Regions from separate parts of the Mus musculus genome. Here all the other regions are linked to region 1. The links are chromatin contacts, called in public HiChIP or PLAC-seq maps. All regions are on one chromosome and are shown on one strand. The core of a region is the stretch at or near the end of the contact, and the rest is flanking DNA. Distances in the headings are between cores, read along the strand shown.

Evidence for each region. HiChIP or PLAC-seq counts read pairs in DNA pulled down with a chosen protein or histone mark.
Region 2: an H3K4me3 HiChIP or PLAC-seq map of bone marrow-derived macrophages shows a contact between it and region 1, with 3 times the contacts expected there. The contact joins the enhancer-like site here to the promoter of Csf2rb2 in region 1. A contact is called at or near these places in 2 of 39 promoter capture datasets (macrophages and neutrophils), 2 of 15 datasets of contacts at CTCF or cohesin (the G1E-ER4 cell line and the NIH/3T3 cell line), 20 of 484 Hi-C or Micro-C datasets (the G1E-ER4 cell line, the HPC-7 cell line, adipose-derived mesenchymal stem cells and 14 more), 8 of 115 datasets of contacts at active chromatin or transcription factors (CD8 T cells, the HPC-7 cell line, acute myeloid leukemia and 5 more) and 3 of 9 other capture datasets (adipose tissue, liver and pancreatic islet).
Region 3: an H3K4me3 HiChIP or PLAC-seq map of bone marrow-derived macrophages shows a contact between it and region 1, with 2.2 times the contacts expected there. The contact joins the enhancer-like site here to the promoter of Csf2rb2 in region 1. A contact is called at or near these places in 3 of 39 promoter capture datasets (the C10 cell line, the SN4741 cell line and embryonic stem cells), 2 of 15 datasets of contacts at CTCF or cohesin (CD8 T cells and the NIH/3T3 cell line), 32 of 484 Hi-C or Micro-C datasets (the AtT-20 cell line, B cells, the F1.1 cell line and 19 more), 3 of 115 datasets of contacts at active chromatin or transcription factors (bone marrow-derived dendritic cells, bone marrow-derived macrophages and embryonic stem cells) and 2 of 9 other capture datasets (adipose tissue and liver).

The regions. Positions count from the first base shown.
Region 1 is chr15:78,303,802-78,308,110 of GRCm38.p6, reverse strand. It overlaps Csf2rb2 (colony stimulating factor 2 receptor, beta 2, low-affinity (granulocyte-macrophage)), which reads left to right and starts at 2,390. Exons shown (of 14, transcript NM_007781.3): 1 at 2,390-2,533.
Region 2 is chr15:78,266,616-78,270,387 of GRCm38.p6, reverse strand. No RefSeq gene overlaps it. Among named protein-coding and RNA genes, the nearest start is that of Mir7676-1, 16 kb to the left of the region's middle. Within about 2 kb of position 2,332, at least 64 of the 459 cell types and tissues checked have an H3K27ac peak or open chromatin away from gene starts, as enhancers often do. A contact at or near this core is called in the G1E-ER4 cell line, the HPC-7 cell line, acute myeloid leukemia and 6 more, where this site is marked.
Region 3 is chr15:78,352,878-78,356,937 of GRCm38.p6, reverse strand. No RefSeq gene overlaps it. Among named protein-coding and RNA genes, the nearest start is that of Mir7676-2, 6.3 kb to the right of the region's middle. Within about 2 kb of position 1,742, at least 17 of the 459 cell types and tissues checked have an H3K27ac peak or open chromatin away from gene starts, as enhancers often do. A contact at or near this core is called in bone marrow-derived macrophages, where this site is marked.

The sequences.
Region 1 (4,309 bases), core at 1,141-3,640:
GTGAATTTATTCATGCTGTGACAAGTGCCATGGCCAAAGCAACATAGGCGAGGAAAAGACCTATTTCAGGTCACAGCCCACTATGGAGGCAAGTCAGGGCAGGAACTCAAGCAGAAGTGTGAGCCATGAATTGTGGCAGACACTGTGTGCTGGCTGGCTCATAGGTTCATGCTTATGTAACTGTCTTATACAGCTCAAGATCACATACCTAGGGAATGGTACCGCCCACAGTAGGCGGGGCCCTCCTACATCAATAAGCAATCAAGACAACTTCTGTGGTTGCTCATGCCTTTTGGAGGCACAGGCAAGCTGATCTCTGTGAGTTTGAGGCCATCCAGGGCTGCATAGGGAGATGCTATCTCAAGCCTAGAAACAGTCAAGACAACCCCATCTCATGTGGACAAGTCCTCACTTGAGACTGCTTTCTTAGGAGACTCTAGGCTGAGGGAATATATGGTAGGGGTGTTATGTGTATCTATTGCTTTAAGACAGGTACTGTTTCCAAGGCTCTAATATGCAAATCACAGGACACACTACATAAATAAGCCAGGGATATCCAATTTAAAAGGTGACATGCAAACATTTGGATAGCTTAGTCATACCTTACCAATGCCATTATGAGGGAAGTCCTTCTTAATGGCCTTTTGGCATGCTAGCCTGTGTTCATTTTCACTTTGAGTTGAGATCTGAAATTGAGTGAGAATGGATCTCTTAGGACAAGGGTACATTTACCTGGGGACAGTCTGTGTTAAGAAAGCAATGGGTGTTTAAAGGAAGGAGCAGGAGGTTGGTGACAAGGACCCTATTGATCCCTAGTGTGACACTGATTCCCAAAGAGTAGTAGGTTGTCCAACAAGACATGTTGTTCCTGCTGTATGATCTGAGGATCAAGGATTTCTTGTCAGTTTTACATGTCCGGGGTGTCCCGTGTAGGTGGGGATGGTGGACATGATCATTTATGCATTGATTTCAAGGGCTGTCTGGATGATGTGTCAATTTCCTCAAACAGTAAGATATTTGGAGAAATAGTTATGCAATGTGTGAGGAGACACTAATCTCTCTGAATTTCAAGGCCACATAGGACAGTGGATCCAGTTATCAGACAGAGACCACCTGCCTTGTGTGGGTATCCCGTGTTCCATGAGAGCCTCTCATAGGTACCACACAATTCATACTCTGTGTCGTTTGCTGCCATGACTATGACATAGCTACTGCACGGGGAGAAAGGATTGACTAAGTACCTAGTGAACACCATTGTGAACCAAGACACCTGCCATGTGCCCCATGGATTGCACCCCTCGCGACAAGTCAGCCACCGAACTTCTTGACTTTCGTTTTCTGTTGAATAAAAGAAAATATGAAGTAAAAACAAACCCATTGGTGTCTGGACATGAGGATCTGCAGTGTTGTGGATTAGAAGTATAAGATTCGGGCACACTGATCTCTGAGAATAGAATCAGGCCGAGGTTGGTGGAAGGTTTCTGTTCATCTGGAACTGACTGCTGTCCCCGTGCCCAGGGGCACTTCTCCTACTGTCTGGTCTCCTGCATCTGTAGCTCTGTATTGGGAGATAAGAAATGTCTCATGCATAAAAAAAGCTACCTTTTTTTTAAAAAAAGGCTGACATTTCATCCCTTATATTTTTACGCTTATTTGCTTGTATTTTTACCATATTAAAAAAATTACTCATGCCTATGACAGGGTTTTGGTGTCCCCATTGACTTTTTTCCTGAGGGAGTGTCTTACTTCCCTCCTCTTAACCCCAGCAGCCTCAAGTTATTCATTTTTTCATTCATTCATTCATTCACTATACATCCAGTCATGAAAACCATCTCTGAGCTATGGCTGGGCACTGGGGGAGGAGAACAGACACAAAACATCACTTGCTCTGATTGCAAGATGGGAGAAGATGACAGGGACTCTAGGGCAGGACAGAGAAGGGAAAGCCAAAGCTGACAGCCAGGGATCAAGACTGCTCCCACTGCCTACTGACTGTTGTCAACTTAGGTTTTCCATGACAAAAGCATAACCCTCAAAAACCCTTCTGGATTTTAGGTCCTTCTAGAAAAATACCCCAAGAGTTCCCAAGGCTTTATGAGGCCACCTGTAGCTGATTTGCATAAGGCCACATGCTGAGAAGTGGTGCCCTCCAAGTCCACCCCAGCTCTACCTGGCTCTGGGCACACACTCGCAGGGAGGTGGTTATTGCCCTCTGTGTCTGCTTCCTCCAGAGAAGTCAGGGAGGTGGGTGTGGAGGAGGCCATTCCAGGCTGAGACCTGAAGGGCACATGAGAGCTGATGTGGAGATGGTGGGGATCGAGCTACTCTGGCAGAACTAAATGTCGTGAGTCTTATCAGAGGCTAGTGTCCACAATTCTGAGAAGCAAGCAAAGCTGCTTGTGAAAGGGCACTGGCAACTTCCTCAATCTGCTCTCTGTTTCCTCCAGATGGGGCACAAATAAATAGGAAGAGCCTGCAGCTCACTGGCACTTGGAGGCTCCCGAAGGAGGCTGCCTGTCGCCCAAGCACAGAGGTAAGTGGCTTCCTGATACGGAGCTAAGGATGGGCGCAAAGCAGGGGCTGTGAGGGTCTCCAGGGTGGAAAAGGACAGCATAAGACAGGGCTGGGGTAGCATATTCCTCAAACTTGATCTCTCTAGAAAGACTAGGTCTCAGACTCCAAGTCAGTGAGTAGAGGAGGGGCATGCCGGAACATTGGAGCGGGGAACAAAGTCAGGGCTCTGGAAGAGGTACGGTTAGGATGTTCTCTGGGGCTCTGCGATTCTGGGGTTCTGGGAGGACACAGCTTTATCACTGGAGGCCTGGTGGCAGGGAGGACTCCCTGAAAGCTCTATGTGGGGCTAACTACTGTGTTCCTTCTAACTTTGCCACCCATATGTTACTTCAGTCCCTATCCTGAGTTTCTGGTCACACATCTGTGGGACAAGGTGAGTGGGAGACATAGCTCTCTCTGTCTTCAATGAGAAATGGAAGAAGGGCAGAGAAAGAGAGAGGGTAGAGAAAATTACCTACAAGAATGAAGAAGTGTTGGGGACAGAGCCAGAGATGTAGAACCTCCCTTGGTACTGGGTGTATTTGGCAAGCTCATTTGGGAAGTGCCAGAGACATACCAAATTACCCACCTCTGTGTGTGTATGTATGTGTGTATGTGTTTCTGTCTCTCTGTCTCTGTCTCTGTTTCTGTCTCTATGTGAGTGTTTCTGTCTCCCTAATTTTTCTTTTTCTGTACCTCTCTTTCTCTGTCTGTCTGTCTCTCTCTGTGTCTCTTTCTCTTACACACACACACACACACACACACACACACACACACACACACAGACAGACAGACAGACATACAGACACACACACACACACGCACACGCACACACACACACACACACACACACACACACACACACACACACACACACACACACACACCATACTGTGCTCTGAAATCACCACAGATGATTTAGGTCCAGATGTGTCGCTTCTGTACCTAGTGTACCAGCAGGTAGGTGTCTCATCATATAGCTAGGGACCAGTCCCTCCCAGACAGGGGCACAGACAACCCCTCTGCTGACAGATCACTGTCATGTCTCACAGATCATAAACTAACCTGTTCATATATTCCACATGCTGTATTCCAGAGATCATGCATTAGCCATTGTTTGACAGAAATCTCTGTGACCTGTTAAGTAAAGAATTTGCCTGAGGTTCAGGCCCCTGCCTCTGCTCCCGCACAGCACATAGGGCCTTTGAACCTTATCGCCCAATGAATTGGATCTTCATCCACATCTCTGTAGCAGCATCTCCCCTCTCCTTACCTCTTTCTTAAAAGCTTTAAAAGAAGACTCCTTCTCTGTCCTCATGGACTGAATTACAGCTTCAGACCATATCCTACTACTGGCTCTAACAAATCTTTAGCTGGAACCTAATGTCCGTACTGGAACCAGAAGGCTGTCCTGTAAGGCTCTTCCTCACTTGCTCTGCTGCCTCTGCATCTAACCCTAGACCTCTCTCTTCCCCTGGTGACTCTCCGGGATCTTCGAGGATCTCCTGCCTGTCTATACTGGAAATTGTCGTAAGTCACATGTTGCATGGGCCTGGGACTGTCCCTTCACCCAGACATGCTGAGTACAGAGATACCTGTTTGCCATCTTTCCTTACTACTTCTGGTCTGGCCACTCAGGAAGGGACCTGAGTGCCACAGGGTGCTTGTCTCCCTTGCTGCCAGTCCTCTAGACAATGGTTCTCAACCTGTGGGTCGGGACCCCTAGGCAGCCTCCTGTCAGATGTCTAGCAGATCA
Region 2 (3,772 bases), core at 1,083-3,582, 38 kb after region 1:
AGAGAGAGAGAGAGAGAGAGAGACATTAAGTAAAAGTTATAAAGCAGGACACTTGATGTCCTCCTTGGCATCCAAAAGCAAATATATGAACACATGCATCTGTACATGCATGTGCACATATATCACACACACATATATACATATATGTATACATACACATATATACATATATGCACATGCACACACATATATATACACACACACACATATATATGCATACAAACATACACACAAACACATACACACACATATATATACATACATGCAAACACACATACACACACATATATATATACACACACACATGTATATATATGCATACAAACACACACACAGACACATACACAGACATGTACACACACATACACTTACACACAAACGGATGGAAGGAGAAGGAAGAAGAAACAAATTCCTGCCTAAGAGATCTGTTTTTTTTTCTTTTGTTTTTCTCCCCACCCCCCCTTTTTTTTTTTTAGCTCTTTGAGAGTATCTCACAGTGCGTTTAAACATTTACCCTCTGTCTCTCTGCTCCCAGACCTACCTACCTTTTCTACCAAGCCAACTTTGTGTCCTCTTCAAATAAAAACAAAATTCAAACACAATTTGTTTGGCCCATATGCTCTCCGATGTGCGGCTGTCACTGAAGGGTAGACTACCCCTCAGGGGTCACATTCATAAAGAAAGCTGTCCCTCCTTCTCCTAGGGGCCACCAATTGCCAATAGTTTCTCAGCTAGGGGTAGGACTTCATGCCTGCCCCCACTCTTCATGCTGGGATTGTGTGTGGCCTGAGCCTGCAGAGTTGTTGTATACCATCTCAAATGCTATGAATTCATATGTACAGCTTCCCTGTGGTTCCTGCAAAACCCTTTTCTTATACACATCCCGTCTTCTGTGATAATCCCTCTGCGTGTGTGTGTGTGTGTGTGTGTGTGTGTGTGTGTGTGTGTGTGTGTTATTTAGGACTGATCATTCTGTGGCCTCTGTCCACATCTCTCTAAGTTGTGGCTCTCCATGTTAGTCACCATCTACTGCAAAAAGAAGCCTCTCTGGTAAAGATTGATCATGCGCCAATTTATGGGTCTATGGAAGAGTACAGGAGTCCATTTAGCAGAGTAACAGTAGTGGAGTCTCCCCTAGGGCCTACGGTACGTCTAGCCACAGGATCCTGGTCCCAGGAGGAGATCCCATTATGAGTTTTAGCTTATGGCGTGGCCTCAAAGCCACTCAGAAAGTGGTCAGCCAGTCCCATTATGTTCAGGCCACTGTTGCACTAGTGGGTATGTGGGTGTGTCCTTCCAGGCAACCATTGTGTAAACACACAGGGTTCACAGACAGGTGGGTCTGGTGATTTCTTTTCTCCATCAAGAGTACATAGCACTCTCCAGTGTTATGAATGCTAGCCAGTCAGGATGAGTGCAAGCTAATTTCCCCATGTTCTAGGACCCAAGCATGTGGTGCCTTCTGCAGTTGGACCTATCTGTCAAGTTCTGGAGTACTTAAAGCACTGACAATGGCATCTAGTGTTGAGGGGCAGGGGGCGGGGGGCAGGGGGCAGGGGGTGGGGAGTCTATGAAACCTCGTTTGCAATGATGCCAAAGAAGTATACCCATCCCTTGATATATGTGTCAACTGAAGAATAGATAATAAAAAATGTTATACATTTATGCCCTGGGCTATTACTCAATGTTAGGAAATACAAAATTCAAGGTAAATGTAAGAGCTGAAAACCATCATTCTGAGTGAGGTAACACAGGAAGACAGCTGACATTTATGTTTCTCTCACTTGAGGGTGTGAGCCTGGCATCTTCAGATATGTGTGTTCCATTGGGAATAGGCATGGAGGTCAGGAAATCAGTAAGGGGGGATTTCAAGAGGGAGGCAGGATGAAACAAAAGCTTAAATAGGAATAGTGGGGCAGGAGGTGAACTTTACTGGAGGACGATGGTAGGGCAGGGTAGAGGGAACATAGAGAGGGATGAATAACACTAAAGATGTCTTGAAAAAAATGGAAACCTACTATGGAAACTTTCTAATACATATGCATTTGTATATGTATATCTATATGTACATGTATGCATTTATAAAGAGTTTAAATGGCATCACCTAATGATGGGACAACAATGCCCCTTATTAGACACCACAGGATAACAAATTCAAAGAGGCCATTTTAAAATAAGAGTATTTCCCATGATCCCCTGGTCATCCTTTGGTTCAAGGTCAGTAACTAACAAATATAAACATGTGGCATTATCACGCCTGTGTCCCTATCATTTCACCCCCCTGCTCTGCTCTTATCTGTCCCAACCAGCCACTTCCCCATCACGCAGAGAAGGACCCACAGATGAGTCACAGTCAACCTGACTTTCTGCATCAGCTCTGCTGGCTTGCAGGCTCGCCCACACTCTTGGACTTATCACTGTTCTCTGTAAGGATGAAGTTTGATGTCATCTTCTTGTTAGTCACAAGACATTGTCCATACCTCAGTGGGCACGTTTGTCTACAAACATCTTTACAAGTTTAATCTGGGTCAAGCAGTCAATTCTGGTTTATTAGCGACCCTGCTCCCCCCCCCCGCCCCCAAACCCTGCCATTGTGCGAATGACCCTGAGGGAATTGTGGAATCTTGGGCTTTGTGATTGTACCATGTTTATATGTTGGAAAAAAATCATTCACCCTTCCTCTGAAATTCCCTGTACAGAGGTTACACAGCCCACGCACCCTAGGGAGAAATAAAAATGGAGCCGTGCTTTTCACATAAGTCCAGGAAGGGACTGGTGCAGCAGGCAAGATAACACTCTACAATTGCTTTTCCCAGCCCAGAATGCCACCACTGAGTGTGTGCCCCTGGTTTGAGGAGATCCTTACCGAGTTAGAACACGACGCTGGAGCTCAGTCGGTAAAGACTGGCTGCTGAAGCACAATGACCTAAGTTTAACGTCCTAAACATCCACAGAAGCCAAGCATGGTGGATCATGCTTGAAGTCTCAAGTCATGGTGAAATGGGAGTAGGGGTAGGGGTGGGGGTAAGGGGGACTGATGGAGCCCTGGGAGTTTGCTGGCTGCTAGCCTGGCCCTACTTGATGGAGTTCTAGGCCAGGGAGAGAGCCTATCTCAAACCAAAAGGGGAAGATAGATGAAGAATCAGTCACACACACACACACACACACACACACACACACACACAGAGAGAGAGAGAGAGAGAGAGAGAGAGACAGACAGACAGACAGACACACACACACACACACAGACACACACAGTGCGGCAGAGAAGGGAAAGAGGGAAGGAGGGAGAGGGGGAGAGATTTAATTGAATAATAACAGATTATAAAATTGGATCCTCTATTTAAAGATAGCAGATGTTATCTTTTCTTGGTTGCTCCTGGACGTTACATGATTGGAATGCTAGTTCTTGGACACCAGGGGTAGTGACACAGTTGTCACTGGCTAGCTTAGTGAGTCTATCAGTACCTCATCAGTATCTCCATCATCAGCCAACACTCTCTCACTTCCAATCTGGACATTTTACCTTAAATAGACCTAAAGCTGCAAGGAAGCCCATTAACACAGGGGCGAATAGCAGAAGCCACTGTGGCTGCCAAATGCAACTCTTTAGAGTTGAGCACAATATCACATAAGATTTGCTTTGTAAAAAGAAGTTTGACAGAACACTAAGTTTGTTCAGTTAGTGCTGCCCATTTGTGCACGGTGGCCATCCACCAGAACAAGAGGAACATACCAGCAACCGCTAACACAGAGAAGGCTTTCCCTCTCT
Region 3 (4,060 bases), core at 493-2,992, 49 kb before region 1:
TTAGCACCATTGTGTTCCATGCTCCAGCTAGTATGACCCAGTAAACCTTGCTTGAATTGCCCAATTGCTCTTCTAGTTCAAAGCCCCAAAGGGTTCCATATTCCTCCAAACGAAAGCATTGTCTGGCCTGCCATGGCAGTTCCCCTGGCCCCGCTACCAACTTCCATCTTAGAGTCTTATTGCTGTGAAGAGAAACCATAATCACAGACACTGGGCCTGGCTTGAGCATTGAAGCCTAAATGCCCACCCCCAGTGAAACAGGTCCTTCAATAGGTCCATATCTCCTCTAGCAAAGCCACAGCACTTAATAATGCCACTCTTTATGAACCTATGGGGCCCATTTCCATTTAATCCACCACAGTCCTATTTCAGAAAAGAGTGATGATTCTCCTCTTCCTCCTTCTCCTCTCTGCCCTCCTCCTCCTCCTTCCTCTCCTCCTCCTCCTTGTTCTCCTCCTCCCTGTCCTCCTTCTCCTTCTCCTCCTTCTCCTCCTCCTCCTTCATTGTCTTTGTAGTCATCGGTCTTTGTCTTCTTCTACCTCCTCCTCTTCTTCCTCTTCTTCCTTCTATTTTTCCAGTGCCATCCAAAGATGATGACTGCATTTCTGCATTGCTGTACACTCTGGACCCTCTCACGTTCTATCTTGATCATTTGCACATTTTTCCTAAACATGGCTGCTCGGCGATGTCCATTACAACGGGAATGGCTTTCTTCCATCTTTGTCATTCAATCTTGTTTGCAGCTCCCGAGGCTTCCAGCTAGCTTGTCTTGTTTCTCTTACAACACTTGAATGAAATTGTTCATGAGCTTCTTTCAAGAGTCTTACTGAATTATTCATCCATGAGATTAAAACCACAAGGGGAAAAAAGCCCTGATATTGCTAGCAACACCATCAAAGCATGAGCCTAGCTGAGCCTTGATTTGTGCATCCTTGATTCCTATCAAAAGAATCCTTGAGATACCAAGCCTGAACCATACAGGTAAGCATCCCTCCCCCCACCCATCTTCCCTGCTTGCTGAGTCCTCTGGGCATGCCGAGCTGTCCTGAGCAGCCTGCTATCCCAGCGGGACCTCCATTCTCACCCACATCTCCTTCCACCTTCATCTGACCTGTTGAGCCTAAACCATACAGTTGATCTTCCCTTCCCCCTCACCCCTGCTTGCTGAGTCCTCTGGTCATGCCGAGCTGCCCTGAGCAGGAACTTCCTCTGTGCCCCTTAGAGCGTGCCATTGCGCCAGGGCAACTTCTTTCTCCTGTGTTGAAATTCCTTCAGAATTGACATCATAGTCATGAGCTCCACAATAATTGATTACTGTTCTGTCATTTCAATCACAAATATACTTTCTTTACAAATACACTTATACAAGAATGCTATCTATCCTATTGATAAGCACAGCAACACCTGAAAGTCAAGTAGCACGGAGCAGAAACCGTTCGCACTCAGGTAGATCTGTGTTAAAATGCCTCCCTGAACTTTCATTTCCTAGTTGGCTTGTGACCGACGGCTATGAAGGACGGCTATGACAACTACATGGAGGTGGGAATGAAGGAAAGGGGAGCTTTGACATATAATTGGCGAATCTCTTTTTACTATTTGTAGATTAGCTGAAATTTAAATTGTTTGTTAGAATTTTTATTGTTTTTGTTTATGAAATTAGTGAATCCAGGGCTGGAGAGATGGCTCAGAGGTTAAGAGCATCAACTGCACTCCAGAGGTCCTGAGTTCAATCCCTAGCAACCACATGGTAGCTCACAACCATCTGGTGCCCTCTTCTGGCGTTTCTGGAGACAGCAACAGTGTCCTCACATACATAAAATAAAGAAATCTGAAAAGAAAAGAAAAGAAGAGAAGAGAAGAGAAGAGAAGAGAAGAGAAGAGAAGAGAAGAGAAAAGAAATTAGTGAATCCAGAAGTTGCTCAATATATTCTGAACTGATTACTAAAGTATCAGAATAAGGAGATTTTGTACAGAGACTTAATCAGGTGGGTACTCAAAAGGCTGAGCAGGTGTAGACACCTGCCACGAAGCCCGATGCTGTGAGTTCAGTCTCTGGATCACACTTGTTGGGAGGATGGAAGTGGCTCCTCCAAGTTGTCTTCTGACCTCCACATGTGAACCGTGGCTGGTGTACACCCATAAACAAACATATATACACATTTAAATAAGGAAGGAATGAATAGGAAAATCTGATTAGGATAACCACTTCTCTTGCTTACTTCAATGCTACTGAACTCTTTCTGAACCACTCAATGATGTAGTCACACAGAACAATAGAAATATCATTTATAATCTGAAAACGAAATCTGTAAACAAATAAGGCCAGGCAAGCCCCTCATTACAAACTGACAAATGTTCAGTATGGCCTTATTGAAAGGGACCAATTAATCTAGCAAGGCCTTGTACACAGAGAACCTGGTATCAAATTCCATCAAATTGAACTGATGGCCCTGTGATTTCTCCCACAGGAGGAGTCCCTGTGTGGCGTGCTGCCAAGTCCTGTGGCATGAAATAAGGCCAAGGAGGTGAACAGCAAGAGATGGAATGTTCTGGAAGAAGACCAAGCTCCTGAAGGTGCTGAGACACCAGGGGGTTCCCAGGCTGGGGGGCTTCATCTTGCGATTTATAGCCCCACATACAGGTCTCAGCACAGTTGACACCTGCAGTAGTATTGACTAATACAGAGGAATGAGTGGGGAGGGGGGCTTCTGAGGCAAGGAGGTATGAGCCCACATGGGACTTCTCTTACAGAGTCACACAGGATAGACTGTCTTTCTCTGGTAATGCATTGTCATGAATGTGTGAAATGTTCGCTTGGGCAAAACATAGATAACAAAACAGGATGCCAGAGTTTACTGTTGGCTTGTCCCAGGAGTGCGTTCTACTTAGATACACCAACTTGCCGGACTCCCAGAGAGGTTAGGGATTAAGCATAAACCACATGGATTGTGTACCTTTTAGATATTTGGTACTCTTCTCGGTGAATAGGAGGAACACTCCCGACAGCCAGCTTTCTGTCTGTCTTTCAGGTTGCAGACACAGTGCAACAGTCAGACTTTGAGAGAAGCTGTTCTTTTCTTTTTTTTTTTTAAAGAATTATTTTATTTATGAGTACACTGTTGCTGTCTCCAAACACACCAGAAGAGGGCGTCAGATCCCACTACAGATGGTTGTGAACCACCATGTAGTTGCTGGGAGTTGAACTCAGAACCTTTGGAAGAGCAGTAAGTGCTCCTAACCTCTGAGCCATCTCTCCAGCCCTCCCAGTCCCTGAGAAGCTGTTCTTAGTGCCCAAGCATCCATGGGCAGAAAGGGTAGAGTCCCAGATCATGTCTCCACCCATGGCTTAGGGAAGAGGTTCAAAGGCCACGGTCCATGATCTTCTCCTCTTGGTCCTGACAATGAGCAAAGGATGAAAGTCAGCTTTTAGCAAAGCAGGAGCCCTGCTCACCGCTGAGACACCATGGCAAGGATGTGTTTATCCTTGGAGATTACAGTACCCAAAATAAAATGTAAACTATAGACATATTTTCTTTGCTTTGTACTTTTACATAGGTTATTTCTTCTGTTACAAAACAACTGTGGATGCAGCATTGGAAATGGAGGAAATCAATAGTAAGCCTGGAATGGGAAGGCCTGACTCTATCTGTAAGTGTGTATAACAGGAAGGTAGGAGTCCACACGATAAAAGACTAAATCTCCAACCATGGACACTATTGTCTTAGGAACCACAGATGTAGCATGCTGCGTGTCCTGCTCTGTGCCAATTCCAGTCAAGGTTCCCTGAAGGCATCTCTGCACTCTCGTGTCTACTGTAACAACAATCAATTCTATATGTCTTCATTATTCTTTCATACATGTACAAGATACAGTTTGGTTGTGTCCCCCGCCCCCCCCCCCATTGTCTCTCATTACCTTTCCAATACCTGCTAAACCTCCAGTTCTTCCTGGTGAGTAGCCCTCCTGTTTTCAAATCTTTGCTTTGTGGGTTTGAGGAACCGTGTTTAAATAGGGCTGCTTATGTGAGTGTGAGTGGAATTTCTTTGTGGGGACATGAAAA